3 separate regions of the Pan troglodytes genome follow, and all the other regions are linked to region 1. The links are chromatin contacts, called in public Hi-C maps. All regions are on one chromosome and are shown on one strand. Each heading gives the region's core, a stretch centred on a gene start, on an enhancer-like site or on the middle of the called end of the contact. The rest is flanking DNA. Distances are from core to core; before and after follow the strand shown. Region 1 holds the start of HECTD3 (HECT domain E3 ubiquitin protein ligase 3). Region 2 holds the start of CCDC163 (CCDC163 homolog). Region 3 holds the start of KIF2C (kinesin family member 2C).

Region 1 (3,808 bases), core at 413-2,912:
GTGAAGTCAGCAGTTACCCTCCCTCCCTGCACTGGGCTTGTGCTCTGGGCCAGGAGCACCAGAGAGAAAGCATAGTGAAGTTGGGCTAACAGGCAACTGGTATGGGATAGGGGGCCGCTGGGTATGTAAGGGGTCCTACAGACGTCCAAGATGGGGAGCTGAACTGAGTGTGGCCTGTGGGTACCCTGTTTTGGTCCTGGCCTGCAGGTGGGGGTTCTTTCTGGATCTAGCCTTGAGGGGTGTGACTATATCTTGCCTGGGGTGGGAGGAGCCCCAGCACCCACCGTGTAGGAGGAAACGTCTATGCTCTCCACATACTGCTTCACGCTACCCAGGTTCTCATCCTCCTTGCCCAGGTGGTCATACAAGAAGTGGATCAGGTCCTCGTCGCACTCGTAGGTCCATGTCGGGGGTACATAGCTAAGCAACCCCAAGCCCCTAATTAGACTGGGCCCAGACGCAGAGCTCCTTCCTCCCCACCCCATTCCAGCTCACTCACAGTAGCCTTTGTACAGCTTCTGCGTATGCCTCTGCCGGCTGAGGTCTCGATCCCAGGCGATGTGAGTATGTCAGGTCCACCACCTGTTCCCACCTGTGGGCACAGAGTAGGGAGTGGGATGGGGAGACATCAGCGGTCAGCAAGACACTACCTCCATGCCGTGTAGCCTTTTTCAGGGCTCTATCTCCCAGTCTCCACCCGAGCCCCCTTCACGTCCCGCCCCTTTCTGTTCTTAACCCTGCCTCCGCTCCAGTATCCCACCCACCCCAGGCTGTGGCTGAAGTGTTCCCAAGCCCTCCTGGCCCGGCCTTCTGACAGCCAGCCCCGCTCCTTCAAGTGCAGTACCTGAGCACCGGCCGATAATCCACGCCAAAGAGCTGCTGCTGCCGCTGGAGGTGGTTGGGAGTGTCGATGGGTACCAGGCGGGCTCCGCCCTCCGCCGGGCGGCACACCAGCAGCCAGCCTTCCTGCAGCCCGCAGTCGCCCAGGTGCTCTGCCAGCTGCTCCTGCCGGGACGCGTAGGATGGGGACAGCCGTCAGGGAACTGCCCAGCCGCCTGTCGTGCCCAGCCCAGGGCAAAGGGCGCCGAACGCAATGCCAACTCAATACAGGGGAGGAAAGGCAAAGAGCCAGAGGTTTCTCTGGCCCCGGGGGTCTTTTACCGGGTCCTGGGCAGGGAAGAGCGCACCTTTGTCAGCTTCACCCAGAGCCCGTGGCCGTTGCACAGCTCCTCGCCCGTGGTGCGCACGCAGGCGCCGCGCCGGAGCTCAATGCCGTCGCGGGCGGCGCGGAGGGGCCCGGAGCCGGTACCGGGGGCTGGGCCTGCGGCGCCCACACGCAGCCCCAGGCCCTCTGCCTCCCACACCGGCAGAAGCACGCGCGACGGTCCCGCTGGGTCCTTGTAAAGCTTGTAGAGCACCTCTCGCGGCACGAAAGCCAGCGCTGCCGGCAGCGGCCGCCCGGCGCGGAGGCTCCGCGCGGCCTCTGCCAAGAAGCGCACGCGGCCCAGCAGCTGCCGGGGGGACTCCAGCACCGCGCCCGGGCCAGGACCCGCCATGGCGAAGTGGCGGAGGTGAGCGCCTAGAGGCGACCCTGCCCGGGGAACAGCTGGCGCGACCGCCGACAGAGCTTCCCACCACGCCCTTCCCCGCCTTTGGCCAGCCTTTGCCGTATGTTCTGGACTAAGCGCACCCCAGCTCTCACTGTATTGCACTGTGTACTCCCACACTCAACCATATTACTTATCTCTGTGCCACCCTAACCCAGCCGACCAAACCCAAGATTGGTGATTGCTACCTGATCAATCTCCCTCTCTCCATTTCCTTGTGACTACCATTTTATCTCTACTGCTACTACCCTCATTCAAGTCACCATTCTAGCTAGCCTGGGTCATTGCCAACAGTCATTTTTCTGATTCTTCGGCCTGCTGTTTTTCCTCCCACTCCCAGCGAATCTGCTGGACTCCCTATCCTATGGGTGGTGTGACTAAAGTGTTTGAGACAATGGCCCCTTCCCCTGCCACTGACAGGAGTCTTGAGTCATTAGGGTTGATTCTGTTTGTCACTCCTAATCCCAAGGACACTGGAGATCATTATTCATTTTAATGTGATTGCTGATTTCTGTTTCCCCAGTCTTGTAGCTCCTTAAAGGCCGGGGCTGTCTTGAGCAGAGCTAACCTCTGCACCTACTATAGGTCCAGGCTATAGTATGGACCTGGCTGGATAAGACTGTTGGTATCATGAGTGGGACTTGCGCCAAGCCTCCGGATACCCAGACTGTCAGATGAGAACAAATTCCTCATGTCACCCTAAGATACATTTACAGCGGAGTTTTCTTTTGGGCCTTTGTTGTTGCGTCGCTACAGCGAACTTTACGGTGAAAAAAGGTAGGGGTCCTACGGGCAGCAGCCAGGGCAGCCCTGGAGCTGTCGCTGGAGTCCGATCATGTGATCTTCAACATGGCGACGCCCTTGGTTCCCTACAGAAAGGGGCGGAGCCTGGACTGGGGGGCAGGCTCAGATTCAGGTTAAATTGCGGATTGAGCTCGCAGTTACAGACAGCTGACCATGGAAGCGAATGGGTTGGGGTGAGTTCTCCAGAGCACGCGGTGTGGCTAGCCGGGCTTCTAATTTGAGTCTTCCAACTCAGGACTCTATCCCTGTACTCCCCTTTCCCCACCCTGGAGACCTCCCAACCTGAACTCCGTTAGCTGGGATCCTGAATCCTAAAACCATGGATTTTTGAGACGTTCATCCCAGGGCCTTAATTCAAGGGATGCCTCAGGATTTCCAACCAGGATCTCTATTCTGGGACCATCAACTCTGATCCCTCTTTATCCCCCAGCCTGGGGATTTCTCAGCCCCTGAACCAGCCCAGTGACATTCCCGTTTCTGAGGCTCACTAGTTCGAAGACCCCCAAACTATCCTTAGTGGGCCTTCATTCCCTCCCCCCAGTCCCTCTGGTTGCTTCGAGCTTGGAAGAGTAGAGACTAAGTGGAGGGAAGAGGCCCCAGGGCGGGCCCTTCTGGAGTTTGTGCACCACCTGATAGGCAGAGAGGAGGCGGAACGGGCGGAAAGCCAGGGTTTGGGAGCTGGCCTGGAGGGGGTAGATAGCGGTCCTGGACTGAATCGGCCTTATGAACCCGCGCTTTCCCCAGCCTCCAGCGTAGCATACTGACACCTACCCCCACCCCCACCTGATCGCCAGACCTCAGGGTTTTCCGGAGCTGAAGAATGACACATTCCTGCGAGCAGCCTGGGGAGAGGAAACAGACTACACTCCCGTTTGGTGCATGCGCCAGGCAGGCCGTTACTTACCAGGTAAGAGTCAGGATCTGGAAATCTAGATAAAACTCCGGAGGGAGAAAAGTTTTCAAGGGGCAGGGGAGGGCTCTGGAGGGCCTCAAGGCTGAGCCCTGTCTTCCCTCTGTATGCAGAGTTTAGGGAAACCCGGGCTGCCCAGGACTTTTTCAGCACGTGTCGCTCTCCTGAGGCCTGCTGTGAACTGACTCTGCAGGTGAGGGGTCCACAAAAGAGGGAAAGATTTATGCCTTCAGTCTGCCACCTAGCAACCTGTCTCCTGTTTCCTACAGCCACTGCGTCGATTCCCTCTGGATGCTGCCATCATTTTCTCCGACATCCTTGTTGTACCCCAGGTACCCACTCAAACCTGATCCTAGAATATAATCCAAGGACGCCTTGAAAATCCTTCTATCAGTCCAGTCAAGGTTTACAATAAGCACTTATCCTAACTGGATCGAGGGAAAAACTAAGGTTGAAAGAAATGGAGTTTGGCAGAGTTTTATTCTCC
Region 2 (3,808 bases), core at 362-2,861, 490 kb after region 1:
ACACAGCCTTGGCAACAGGCAACAGAGTGAGGCTGGGCAACAGAGCAAGACTCCATCTCAAAAAAAATAAAAATAAATAAAAATAAATAAAAGAAGATGACTTTCCAGAAAAGGGGACAAGGAAATGCATATTTGCCCCCAACCACCTTTTACTTACTCAACTGGTACTGCAGCAACTTCAATTCCTTCTGCATAATCTCTGAGTCCTCCCACAGCACTGTAGGAGTGACAGCAGTGCTATTCTAAAGTCAATCAACAAAACCAGAGTAAGAAGGCAAGTAGAGTATCTAGGGTCTTGTGAAACTCTTAGAGAGGATGATCCCCAACTTGTCCCACTACAAATGCCAAAAGTTCAAAGGCCTCAAGAAGGCAAGGTCTTGCCTATCCCTTACTCAGTCTGCAGCTCCTGAGGAAGGCCATTGGTAGTACTGCATTCTCCTGGTCCTGTTTGCATCTGGGCTTGGGCTGGGGCTTGGGCTTGCTCCCACACCTGGCTCTGAAGGCCCTGCAGTTCCCTTCTCAGCTCCTCCAGGCGTTGCTCCAGGAGAAAAGCACTCCCCTTTGGGGCCCCCTGCAGCAACCTTAGTGATGCTGTAGTGGGACAAGTTAGGGATCATCCTCTCTAAGAGTTTCACAAGACCCTAGATACTCTACTTGCAAAACAAGACACATGTGCACACACAACAGGTGTGTGGCAAAATTGTGTGCATACATATGAAGCTGTGTATATGAAGAAAATAACTGGCCAGATACCTTCCAGGACACTGATCTGGTACTTCTGCTGCTCTCGCTCTTCTAGCAGGCCCTGCACTGCCTGCCTTAGTGCCTGTCACCTCCCCAGGCAGAAAAAAACACATGAACTACTGTATAACAGTTTTTCCCGACCCCTAGTATCCTCATCTCACACAAACATCACATATACACACCAAGGATTCCAAGCCTCACCTGAGCCTGAGATTGAAATTGGGATCAGAGAATAGCAACCTCATCCCAGAGAGAGGATGGGCTCTAGGACTCAGGGCAGCTCAGCCTTTGTGGAACTATGGGAGTCTCTAAAGCCCAAGGCTGTTGAGCTTGGACTCCTAACTGCAGAGGCAAGTGATGAGAGGAAATCCAGGTCCCAGCCAGGTCCCCGGCTGAGGAAATAACGAAGGGTTAAGTGCAGGGTCTGTGTGGGGAAACAGAGTTCAGGAAAGGACAGAGTTGGAATTTGGAAGGAATAATGGATGATACGGGCACTGGAGGAAGGCACAGAAAGAGAAAGGGCTTGGAAGTAGAAAGAGACATTACTTACCTGCGGTGGAGACCCCAAGAGGATACAGCCACTGCTACAGAAGAAACAGATGCACAGGCCAATGAGCTCTGTGGAGACCCCAAGAGGATACAGCCACTGCTACAAAAGAAACAGATGCACAGGCCAATGAACTCTGAGAGTCCCTTAGCCTCCCCACGCAAACTGGGGACTTCCACCAACCCCTCACCTTATTCCGGACCACATTTCCATCAGTAGCGTTGAGAAGCACATCCAGCTGCTCCAACCAGCTGAGGCTCGTATTCATATCCTGTGGCAGGGGAGCGGCAGGGGTCTGGCTCCCTGGTGTCTTGTGCTTGCTCTCCCAGCGGGGGATACCCAAGGTATCCCCAGGAAAGGCCACCACGTTAGATGGAAAGAGGGAAGTGGGGATGCAACACTGGGGTAGGTGGATGCGCTATCAGACCAAAACTGCGATCCTGTGACTAGGGAAAGGAAGGACGCTCTTGGGGAACTGGGGGAAAAGCGGGATACCGTGATGATACGCAGATATCAGGTGGGGATTGAAGGTGCCAGAACCTGGTCGAGACCTCCCCAGAAGTAGTACACTGGCGCCGCCACGCCAAACCTGTGCCAGTGACAACTGCCGCCGCCGGGTTCAAAACTTCGGGTTGGTTTTGAAAGTCCGACTTTGGACTGGCTGCCGCAGCGCCACCTGGGAAACTGAGTTCGCCTCTTGCGAACACAACCGGCGATGGAGGCGGTGGAACTACCTTTCTCTAGAAGAGACACGTACATGCACACCCCCACCGTGTAGCTTGCCGGGAAACTGAGTCTTCCCGATTTCGTGTGGCTGTCTCCAAGGAGGAAACGAACTACGCATCCCAAGATGCATCGCGCATAGGCAATATGGTCCCGCTACTGGACCCATTTCCTACCTGGGAAATGGAGTCGAAGCTGACTCAAAACGTAACGGCCCAATTGTCCTTGAGACTTCATTCCCCAGCAAGCTCAGCGTGTAACGTGCGCTATGGAGCCGAAAGTCGCAGAGCTGAAGCAGAAGATCGAGGACACGCTATGTCCTTTTGGCTTCGAGGTTTACCCCTTCCAGGTTAGTTTATCCCTCCTGCTGTTCTAGGGCGAAATATATGATTGGCTTCGTTGCAACTGGCGTGAGGCCTCGGGAGCCTCTGATCCTCCTGGGTTCCTGCAGCCCAGTGTCCATGTGACAACAGGGACAGCGTTTCAGTGGGGGCTTGGGTTAAAAAGGTAGTGGTCGAGGCCGGGCATGGTGGCTCACGCCTGTAATCCCAGCACTTTGGGAGGCCGAGGCGGGCGGATCACCTGAGGTGAGGAGTTCGAGACCAGCCTGGCCAACATGGTGAAACCCCATCTCTACTAAAAATATAAAATTAGCCGGGCGTGGTGGTGCATGCCTGTAATCCCAGCTACTCGGGAGGCTGAGGCAGGACAATTGCTTGAACCCATGAGACGGAGGTTGCAGTGAGCCGAGATTGCGCCATTGCAGTCCAGCCTGAGCAACAAAGAGCGAAACTCCGTGTCAAAAAAAAAAAAAAAGTTGTCGCATGTTTAACCTTTTACCCCCATGTAATGCCGGATTCGTTAACGGGAGACACCATATGACCTGTAGCGTGTGTGGCTCAGATTGTCACCTATATAATTTACAAGAAGAAAGGGACCTGTGAGGCAAAGTCACCTTGGAACTTCCTAAAGGATTTAGGAGAGGGCAAAGCCTAGAAGGTTTGCATAGCTATCATTTAGGTCAGCTGAGGAAGGAAGGGCATTCCTGGTGATGAACTGGCAAACAATTGGCTGGTTTGTTCCCTCTACCAACAGAAGGATAATTCATGATATTTCCAGTCATCAGTGCTGGGCTGGGTAATGAAACTTTGTACACTTGCCTGGCACAGCAGTCTCAGCACCGCACCCCGACCCCCATTTACACAGTTACATTTCCCCACATCAGTGCCCTGTGCACTGAGCAGTTAAGTTATAAAGCTAAATCAGCTCAGCTTGAGCCCTTTGCCTGATGCTTAAGAGACTACCCACTTCCCATTCCTTCTGCTGAGTGGCTCACAGCAGTCCTGGGAGAGGATATAGAGGGAGAAGTAGGTTGGGTCTAGCTTGAGACTGGTCTTGCCAGAAAAAATGGAATTGAGCTATATATGAAAAGATAGATTGGAAGGAAGGAGGGTTATGTACATCCCAAATATCAGAAAAAGCTTGAGCAAAGGTGTGGAGATAGTGGTGTGGTGTTACCAAGTAAAAGGGCTTGATGCCTGATGTGCTGGAAGCTAATATTATGACACTGGGTTTTTGAGAAAACAAAAGCTATTTGTTGCAGATCGACCTTTAACTCTTTGAGACACCGTTTCAGTGGATGGCAGGTGTGTGGGAGAGTGAGAATGCCTATCTGGCAAGTTGAGTAGACCTGGGTATTAGGAGCTTTTGTACTGAACAAAGCCAACTGCAGCCCTGCCAGTCACCCTAGGCTCCTACCTCTCACCTCCCTACCCGCCCCCCCCCACATCCAAT
Region 3 (3,808 bases), core at 388-2,887, 280 kb before region 1:
TCATTAGCATAAAAGCCAAAATTATTACTACAGGCCACAAGATGCTCTATGATTTTGCCCCTCCCCACCTCTTCAACTTCTTCTGATGCTCCTCTCCCCTACTGCCTTCCAGTCACCAGTTCTTCAAACAAGACCTTTCCTGGCCGGGCACAGTGGTTCACGCCTGTAATCCCAGCATTTTGGGAGGCTGAGGCAGGCAGATCGTCAAGAACAGGAGGCCGGGCTTGGTGGTTCACACATGTAATCCTAGCACTTTGGGAGGTTAAGGAGGGAGGATCTTTGAGCCCAGGAGTTCAAGACCAGCCTGGGCAACATAGCAAGACACTGTCTCTAATTAAAAAAAAAAAACTCTCCCTCTCCCCCTCCCCCTCTCCCCCTCCCCCTCTCCCCCTCCCTCCCCCTCCCCCTCTCCCTCTCCCCTGTCTCCCTCTGATGCCAAGCCGAGGCTGAACTGTACTGCCGCCATCTCGACTCACTGCAGCCTCCCTGCCTGATTCTCCTGCCTCAGCCTGCCCAGTGCCTGGGATTGCAGGCGCGCGCCGCCGCGCCTGACTGGTTTTCGTATTTTTTGGTGGAGATGGGGTTTCGCCGTGCTGGCCGGGCTGGTCTCCAGCTCCTGACCACGAGTGATCTGCCAGCCCTGGCCTCCCAAGGTGCCGGGATTGCAGACGGAGTCTCGCTCACTCAGTGCTCAATGTTGCCCAGGCTGGAGTGCAGTGGCGTGATCTCGGCTCGCTACAACCTCCACCTCCCAGCCGCCTGCCTTGGCCTCCCAAAGTGCCGAGATTGCAGCCTCTGCTCGGCCGCCACCCGGTCTAGGAAGTGAGGAGCGTCTCTGCCTGGCCGCCCATCGTCTGGGATGTGAGGAGCCCCTCTGCCCGGCCGCCCAGTCTGGGAAGTGAGGAGCGCCTCTTCCCAGCCGTCATCCTGTCTAGGAAGTGAGGAGCGTCTCTGCCCGGCCGCCCATCGTCTGGGATGTGGGGAGCACCTCTGCCCCGCCGCCCCGTCTGAGACGTGAAGAGCGCCTCTGCCCGGCCGCGACCCGCTCTGGGAACTGAGGAGTGTCTCTGCCCCGCCGCCACCCTGTCTGGGAGGTGAGGAGCGTCTCTGACTGGCCGCCCCGTCTGAGAAGTGAGGAGCCCCTCCGCCCGGCAGCCACCGCGTCTGGGAGGTGTACCCAATAGCTCATTGAGAACGGGCCATGATGACGATGGCGGTTTTGTCGAATAGAAAAGGGGAAAATGTGGGGAAAAGAAAGAGAGATCAGATTGTTACTGTGTCTGTGTAGAAAGAAGTAGACATAGGAGACTCCATTTTGTTCTGTACTAAGAAAAATTCTTCTGCCTTGGGATGCTGTTAATCTATAACCTTACCCCCAACCCCGTGCTCTCTGAAACATGTGCTGTGTCCACTAAGGGTTAAATGGAAAGAAAGAAAAAAAAAGGACAGGAACTATGTGTCTAGTTCATTATCTCCATTTCCTGGTACCATGCCTAGCAGGTGGTAGACTTCACTCAATAAATATCTGGTGAATCAGTGTCTTTCTGGAAATTTATACATAACTCCTTGAATGAGGCAACATGCTTCTCCACTATGCAATAAGAAAAACTAAGTCAAGTTTCTAATCTGTGGTTTTGTTTTGCTTTGAGAACAGGGTCATGGCTATGTTGCCCTGTCTGGTCTCGAACTTCTGATCTCGAGCGATCACTCCCACCTCTCCCTTCCTAAGTGTTGGGATTAACAGGAGTGAGCCACCGCGCCCGGCCAAGTCTCCAACTTGCTCGAGGTCACTGAACTTGCAATTGAAGAAGCTACGATTCGAACCCATGTCTGTAGGATCCCAGAGCCCTCACTGTCAAATACATACTGAAGTTTCCCAGTTTTCGGGAACCCCGCAGTACAAGGTGACCGAGGACAATACCAGAATTGGGAGCCCCAGACCCCGCGGAGCGGCGAAGTTCCCAGAAGGCACAGCGCTCGAGGGTGTGGCCAGACGCATGGGCGGTGCCGAGCGTCGGAAGATGGTTCGGAACTGCGTCTCCCCCAAGGCTCCGCAGGGCGCCGCTGACTGGCGGAAGCGAGGGCGGGGACAGCGGAATGACGTTTTAAGGACGCTTGCGCGCGGGTTTTAAACTGCGGCGGTTTACGCGGCGTTAAGACTTCGTAGGGTTAGCGAAATTGAGGTTTCTTGGTATTGCGCGTTTCTCTTCCTTGCTGACCCTCCGAATGGCCATGGACTCGTCGCTTCAGGCCCGCCTGTTTCCCGGTCTCGCTATCAAGATCCAACGCAGTAATGGTGAGGAGCGGGGTCCCTAGGTCAAGGGGACTCGTGAGCGGTGAGACGACTGAAATTACTGCCCCTCCCCGGACACACAGATGGGCTTTCACTCTCTTTCTCTCCCTCCCTCCTTTTCACACGCACTCACTCCGGGTCTCTGCACTGGCAGTCATTCTTGCCTACACAGGGGTGAGAGTCCCTGCGCTGTACGTGGGTCCCTTTCGCAGTCCTCTGGGAGTGGGCGGACCTTCTCCAAGGCTGGTAGACCTCCCAGGGAAGTTGGGGCTTCTAAATTCACTTCCCTTCCAAAATTCTCCCCTGAAAATGCCCTGCTCTTACGGGGACCTCGGTCTCCTGGCCCCTTTACTCTCGAATAAATATTGCGCAGTTGCGGTATGTCAGGTAAACGGGACAGACAAGATCCCTGCTCTTGAGGAGCTTGTAGTCGTTCTCTCTTTTGCTTAAGCAGGTACCGCAGTTCTGGCAGGTCTGATACCCGTGTCATTAGGGAAATGGACAGATATGACCGCCAGAAATGAGTTAGGAAAACCCCAAAAGGGCCAGATCCTCAATGCTATGTTGAGGAAAAGTTCATCTAAGGGCTGTGGGGAATCCTGTGCTCAAACATACCTTTTGTATGTTCTCTTTTGTAGGCTCTCTCTTTTTTTGTAGGCTCTCTTGAGTAGGGGTGAATCCTTATCCCATGCAGCTCAGTTTAAAAACCTGTCCCCAGCCCACCTCACTGTGGATATTCTAAAGGTGAAGCCCAGGAGATTTATTTGTTTCTCTTAGTTTTTTGTTTTGTTTTGTTTTGTTTTGTTTTTAAGGTAGCTGCCTGTTCCTTCAGGTTAACTCCACTTTGGGAATCTCTGTGGAATCCTAAAAGTGAAGCTCTCAGGAAAGAGATGGGTAACTCTGGTTTTTTCATACTTTATAGGTTTAATTCACAGTGCCAATGTAAGGACTGTGAACTTGGAGAAATCCTGTGTTTCAGTGGAATGGGCAGAAGGAGGTGCCACAAAGGGCAAAGAGGTAGGTTCTATGAAAATTCCTCTACCACATTTAATGTCTTCCTACATAAAGGATCTGTGCAGAAGTGGAATCTGTGAGAGCCTAGTTTCTGATGCTGTGCTCTTCTCACTCACGCCTGTAATCCCAGCACTTTGGGAGGCTGAGACGGGCAGATCACCTGATGTCAGGAGTTCGAGACCATCCTGGCCAACATGGCGAAACCTGTCTCTACTGAAAATACAAAAATTAGCCAGTCGTGGTAGTGCATGCCTGTAATCCCAGCTACTTGGGAGCTTGAGGCAGGAGAACTGCTTGAACCTGGGAGGCGGAGGTTGCAGTGAGCCGAAACTGTGCCGCTGCACTCCAGCCTGGGTGACAGAGTGAGAATCTGTCTCAAAAAAAAAAAAAAAAAAACTGGCTGGGTGCGGTGGCTCTTGCCTCTAATCCCGGCACTTTGAGAGGCCTGGTCTGGAGGATTGCTTGAGCTCAGGAGTTCGAGACCAGCCTGGGAAAAATGTT

Evidence for each region. A called contact is a pair of places that touch in the nucleus more often than the background predicts.
Region 2: a contact with region 1 is called in a Hi-C map of stem cell-derived neural progenitor cells, with 7 times the contacts expected there. The contact joins the promoter of CCDC163 here to the promoter of HECTD3 in region 1. A contact is called at or near these places in 3 of 7 Hi-C or Micro-C datasets (induced pluripotent stem cells and stem cell-derived neural progenitor cells), 1 of 1 datasets of contacts at active chromatin or transcription factors (stem cell-derived excitatory neurons) and 1 of 1 other capture datasets (stem cell-derived neural stem cells).
Region 3: a contact with region 1 is called in a Hi-C map of stem cell-derived neural progenitor cells, with 2.7 times the contacts expected there. The contact joins the promoter of KIF2C here to the promoter of HECTD3 in region 1. A contact is called at or near these places in 1 of 7 Hi-C or Micro-C datasets (stem cell-derived neural progenitor cells) and 1 of 1 datasets of contacts at active chromatin or transcription factors (stem cell-derived excitatory neurons).

Annotation. Positions count from the first base shown.
Region 1 is chr1:185,951,063-185,954,870 of NHGRI_mPanTro3-v2.0_pri, reverse strand. It overlaps HECTD3 (HECT domain E3 ubiquitin protein ligase 3), which reads right to left and starts at 1,662. Exons shown (of 21, transcript XM_016961571.4): 1 at 1,188-1,662; 2 at 845-1,005; 3 at 500-592; 4 at 285-420. The coding sequence starts at 1,556. UROD (uroporphyrinogen decarboxylase) reads left to right here and starts at 1,510. Exons shown (of 11, transcript XM_513127.7): 1 at 1,510-1,668; 2 at 2,131-2,584; 3 at 3,206-3,318; 4 at 3,435-3,514; 5 at 3,591-3,653. The coding sequence starts at 2,565.
Region 2 is chr1:185,464,564-185,468,371 of NHGRI_mPanTro3-v2.0_pri, reverse strand. It overlaps CCDC163 (CCDC163 homolog), which reads right to left and starts at 1,611. Exons shown (of 6, transcript XR_010154163.1): 1 at 1,482-1,611; 2 at 1,295-1,393; 3 at 158-242. It overlaps MMACHC (metabolism of cobalamin associated C), which reads left to right and starts at 1,984. Exons shown (of 4, transcript XM_024345381.3): 1 at 1,984-2,363.
Region 3 is chr1:186,226,230-186,230,037 of NHGRI_mPanTro3-v2.0_pri, reverse strand. It overlaps KIF2C (kinesin family member 2C), which reads left to right and starts at 1,637. Exons shown (of 21, transcript XM_001151337.7): 1 at 1,637-2,296; 2 at 3,216-3,310. The coding sequence starts at 2,227.